Linked DNA regions of Sus scrofa: region 2 is linked to region 1. A link is a contact called in public Hi-C data. All regions are on one chromosome and are shown on one strand. Each heading gives the region's core, a stretch centred on a gene start, on an enhancer-like site or on the middle of the called end of the contact. The rest is flanking DNA. Distances are from core to core; before and after follow the strand shown.

The links. Hi-C and Micro-C count contacts between places; a contact is called where the count stands out from the background.
Region 2: a Hi-C map of fetal skeletal muscle shows a contact between it and region 1, with 2.7 times the contacts expected there. The contact joins two enhancer-like sites. A contact is called at or near these places in 1 of 47 Hi-C or Micro-C datasets (fetal skeletal muscle) and 1 of 2 datasets of contacts at active chromatin or transcription factors (skeletal muscle).

Annotation. Positions count from the first base shown.
Region 1 is chr7:121,548,504-121,551,089 of Sscrofa11.1, forward strand. No RefSeq gene overlaps it. Among named protein-coding and RNA genes, the nearest start is that of DLK1, 16 kb to the right of the region's middle. Within about 2 kb of position 1,303, at least 6 of the 83 cell types and tissues checked have an H3K27ac peak or open chromatin away from gene starts, as enhancers often do. A contact at or near this core is called in fetal skeletal muscle and skeletal muscle, where this site is marked.
Region 2 is chr7:121,725,874-121,728,459 of Sscrofa11.1, forward strand. The region is part of intron 6 of LOC106504559 (a long non-coding RNA gene); the gene reads left to right. Among named protein-coding and RNA genes, the nearest start is that of RTL1, 16 kb to the left of the region's middle. Within about 2 kb of position 1,303, at least 12 of the 83 cell types and tissues checked have an H3K27ac peak or open chromatin away from gene starts, as enhancers often do. A contact at or near this core is called in fetal skeletal muscle and skeletal muscle, where this site is marked.

The DNA.
Region 1 (2,586 bases), core at 53-2,552:
TGGCGGGGCTTTGCGCGGCCTGATGGGAAGTTTTATTGACCAGGCCCCGCAGTCTGGATTTTGTCTAACGCAGCTGTCTGTGTGCGCTCCCTGGAGGGGTGAGAACATCCAGCCACCTGGCTGAGCTTGCTGGGAACGGACGTCAGGAGCAGTGACTGCAGGCCTGGGCCTCCACGGGGGCCCGGCAGGGGCAGAACAGCTCCACGGGGCCCCCGGGCGACTTCCCGCTGCACACAGTCACCACACTCCAGCACTGATGAGACAAAGACCTCTGGCCTCATCGTCACTGTTCCTGTCCTGGGGCTCGGGGTCACCCCGGGCCAGCTCCATTCCCTCCAATCCCACCCCTGGCGACCACTGGGGCCCAGAGGAGCCTCCCCCTTCCACCTCCGCAGGCCCCTGCCCCCCACCCCTCCGCCCCCGGCCTCCACTGCTTCCACCCCCACCTTGGCAGCCAGGGATGGGCAACGGAAGAATCCAAAGCATTGTCCTCTTAATGCTCACGCAATGAGGTGTGAAATTCGGTGTTTCCAAAATTTGTTATCAGCGGCCTGCGCTCAGCCTCCCGAGCGGGCTGCATTGAGGAAATCCGAGAGAAGCTGTGTGACGCCCGTGACATGAGTTATGACACGCCTGTGGCTCCGTGGCTGGGAGAGCTCCGGCCTGGGAGGATTCATCACTCGGGAGAGAGCCTTCAACAGGCTTCATTAGGCGGCAAACGATAATGAATACCTTCCCCTCACCTGTTCTCATTAATAACGGCTTCCCCTTATCTTTTTGCCACAGGTACCATCCTTTTAAGAAACAGGCACACACCAGCGAGGGAAGCCTGGCGACCATCAGAGAGAAGGCAGTGTCCCCCTGGCCCCAGGCCCCTCCTCCTCCAGCTGGCGCCGGCAGGGGGCGCCGCGGGCTCGCCGAGCGCGGGGTGGTGGCTGGGGCAGGGCCACCTGTCCCGACCTTTAAGGGGACGTCCGGGGCCAGGGAAGTAGCCACCTAGACATGCACGGGGCGGCAGGGGAGAGCCAGGCCTTCTGGAAACTTCCAGGCCCTCATCACCTCCTGGATCCCAGTGAGGTGTGGCCTTTATTGGGTGGAAAGCAGGGTGGTGGGAGCCAAGGCCTCTGGGGTGGGGGCCCTGCCCTGCGAGGGAGCGGGAGTCGGGGGCGAGGTGCACGAAAGAATTCCAACTGCTAATTCTGGGGGCCTGCCTCCCGGTCCCCAGGCCCCGTCCCACGCCTGGCTTCCTCGCTTCCCAGACAGGCCTAGCAGAGGCCTCGCTGCTGTCCCCGCTGTCCCCGCTCTTTCTCGCCTCATGGTGGCCTAGTGACTGCTGGAGCTTTAAAGCTGTGACCTTGTCCTTCCACCTCTCAGAGCCTGTCCGAGGCTCCCCCTCGACACTGCCCAGTGGCCTGGCATTCGGGACCCCAGCCGAGCAGCCCCTCTGACCTTCAGTCTCAGGCACAGCTGCTCCCCTCCCTCAGCCGGGTCTCTGATGGACAAGGCTCCCAAAATAGCCAGGCACGTCGGCACCCTGGCCTTCCCTGGCTCAAGCTTGTCCCGCTGCTGGGGAGGCCTCCCTGTCCCCTGCATCTGGCAATTCCTTTGTACCCTTCAAGGCCCATCCCCAAGGTCACATCCACTGGGAAGCTGCCAAGGGCTCTCTGGCCTGCCCGGGCCACCTCGGCACTCTCGCAGCTCTGCGGGTGGGAGGGGGTCCCCATCCAGCTCAGGGCTGGGCCCTGCTGGGGACCCCGGTCAGCTGTGCCCTCCGGTCCTCCTTTTCTGGGCACCACTGGCTGCCAGCTACCCCTGGGTGCTGACTTGGGGCACAGAACACCTAGGACATGGCTGTGAGTAATGCCTCCACCTTGCTGGTCAGGACTCTGTGGCTCAGGGGGTGTACGCGGCTCGCCTGGGTCGCAGGCTGTCAGGCTGTCTGTCCATCTGTGTTCTTCGCCACAGCCCCACCCCCCCGTACAAAACCCCAGCTTCCCTAGCTCGATGCCCGGGGCTGCCAGGCCACACCTAGCTGAGATCTGTATTGGCGCTGCTTGGTCAGCCACTCTGGGGACCCCAGAAGAAGGCACAGATTTGACAGGTGTGTTTTTGGGGGGCCCAGAGTCGCTGCTTTGTGGGTGAACCTGCTGGGCTCCCCTTCCTCAGGGACCCACGGAGAGATGGTCAGCCTGGCATTTGTGCTGTGTTTCATCTCCCCCAGACTGGCCCCCTGCAAGAGGGGCTTGGGTTTTGATAGTGAGGACGGGTCCTCAGGTGGAGGGAACAGCTCGAACGGGGGCCCAGAGGTGGGATCTCGTGGGCGTGTTGGCAGAAGGAAGCCAGGGATGGTCAGTGTGGCAGAGCCGTCGGGACAGGAAGGCTGGCCCCCGGGAGGGGAGCGGGAGGGAAGGACCCCACTACTGCGCCTGGTTTGCCTTAAGCGAACAATGACAGGGGGGGCTACACTGTGGGACAGGCACGGGGACCAGGATTGGGACGGTCGTAACCCCCCCCGCCCCCCTACCCCCACTACAGAGGGTGAAACTGAGGCCTGGGCGGAGGTGCAGCCATGGCCACAACACCCAC
Region 2 (2,586 bases), core at 53-2,552, 180 kb after region 1:
AAGGGGGGGTATGGAGGGGCTGGGTGGGACCAGGACCGTGACATCCCCCTGGGCGGCAGCTGGCACTCAGTACCCAGCAAAAGCAGCCGCCTCTTCCATCTCATCCGGCCCCCGAGTGCTCAGCCCTCCCTGTGGGAACAGAGGCAGAAAGACCCACAGGGGGAAACAACACGGCTGAGCAGGAAAGGGACAGGCTGGCTGGGGGCTGGGGGCAGTCGCAGCTCTGCTCCCTTTGCCCCCGTGCCAGCACCTCCCCCCCCCATTTTCGCGCCGTCGCGGGGTGGGGGGCGGGGGAGGCGCGGGGCAGGCAAGGGGCTGCCCCCGCTGGTTTTCCTGGGGTTCTCCTAACAACTTTGGCAGTGGTTTATTTATTTATTTTTAGAAGTCTGTGTGACATGTCAGGCTGCTCTTCAGGCAGATTTTTTAGGCTCGTATTTTATAGACTTTGGCAAGGGCGGGCTCGGAAGGAACAGTGGTTCCAGTCTCCAGAGGTTAATCATTCCTGGAAAAACTTCTGGCTAAACCCATTTTCTTCTCCTAAATTTCACAGAAACTGCTCCCTGGGCCGGACCCAGCCTAAATGAGGTTTTGTGCACGGTGCAACCTTACCTGGGGGAGCGTGACTTGCCTTTCACACAAAAGTGCACTTCCGAGGGCCACCAGGCACAAAGGCTCTTCCTTCCTAAAGTTTCTGTTTATTGACCCCGAAGAGGGGGCGGGGGCAGACACACTTCTCGGGGCGGCGGCGGCGGCGGGGGAGCCGGGCTCCGTTTGGGTCTGGGGTGACAGGTTGGTGGCAGCCCCCTTCTCCAGCCTGCCTGCCCTCTGCGGGGAGGGGGGGGGGCGGGGGCGGGGGCTGCTCTGTGGCCTCTGCCCAGTTAGAGATCTGGGGAGATGACTTTGCAAATCCATATGAAAGCTCTCTCTCGAACCTCTCCCGCGAGCCCGGACCGGAAGCCCTTATTTGAAAATTTCGAAGTGCGTGATGTCTTGTGCGCATCCCCGTCCGCCCCGCCCGCCCGCCTGCCCGCAGTGTCGCGCCGCAGAGGCCGTGACGCACTTGTAAATACTTTACCAAACATTTTCAAACCGGCAGTTTCAAAGCAGTCTTTTAATTGATTAAAACACCAGCAACGACGGAACATACCAACACACTCTCCCGCGGCTCCGAGAGAGCAAACGGTTTCTCCCAGGGCTGCTGGCAGCTCTCGAACCCGGGGGTCCGGGCCCGTCTGTCTGTCTGTCTGCGGGGAGCCCGCGCGCGCTCTCCACCTGCGACACCATGCTGCCCCCCCACGGCGGGCTGGAGCAGCTGTCGGGACCCCGAGGCTGACAGACAGCGCCGGACAGATGGGGCTGCCAGGGCCGGGCCAGTCAGGCAGCAGTGACAAGGGGCTGTGACCCTCGGTCCCCGGGTCCCTTCGCTTTCTCTGCTCCCGGGAGGGTGGAGGTGCAGCCCTTCCCCCCAGGCAAGGCCAGGCAGTGCCAGGCAGCCTGGTCATTTTAGACAAGGACTCCAGGCTGGCCCCTCAGCTAGCCTGTCGCTGTCTCTCTTTCTCTTACACACACACACACACACAGGCACACGCACGTGTACACACACACACACACGCTCTATGCTTGTGCTGGGAACAAAGACAAGCAAACTCCTTTAGAAATTGCAGACCAGACCCTCGTCTAGTGGGTCCCATGATAAAGGCCCTGTCCACCCAGAGTTGCTGGGAACCAAGCCCCCATGAATGGGCCCGGAGGGCCAGCGCCCTGCTCTGGCATGGACCACATTCATCAACCCCCAGGCCCCTCGGCCCCGTCACTGGGCAAGGGGGCTTTCGGGAGTCCCCAGGGCATCCGAGTCACTGTCCATTGGCCGGACAAATCGTGGCTGCGGCCCAGCCTCCAGAAAAGGGCCTTGCTTTTCCCATGAGCCGGCCAGCCCCTCAACTCACCAGGCGCCCCCCTCTTTCTGTTCCCCCCTCCCTCCGCCTGAGGAGGCTGCCCCCACCCTCTGCACCAGCCTGTTGCCCCAGAGAGGACCCAGGCCAGAATCCCTGGGCCTGGGAGCCGGGGCGGGCACTTGGCCACTCCAGGTGGCCGGGCCCTTGAGATGGGGAGTTGGCTGCAGGACAGCCCCCCACCTCCCCCCGCTGGCCCCGCACTCACCCCCATTCTCTGCTCCTCTCCCTCACTGCCTCATTGTGACAGAAGTGCTCCACCGGCCATCTCCGTGCCTTTGCCTTGGGCTCAGGGCAAGGTACGGGGGGGAAGTCCGCGCATCCTTGCTCTGACCCCAGCCTGCCTCCTCCGCGGCCAGCCCCGCTCGGGACTTAGCGGCTGTAGGAGCTTCTCCGAGGCCTAGACGTGCGGGCTGCCAGCCCGGGCAGGGAGCCGCACTGCAGCCTCCCGGCCAAGAACCGGCCTGCCTCTCTCTGCTCAGATGCCTCCTGTAACAGGGAGCTCCCTTTCTCCCTGAGCAGCCCGCTCTGGGCTCGCACACCGAGTGCTTTGCCGAGCCCTCCCTGCTTGCTGCATCTGCCTCCGCGGCTCCGACGCAGCCCCCTCGCCCCCTCTGTCCTCGGCTCCTTGCAG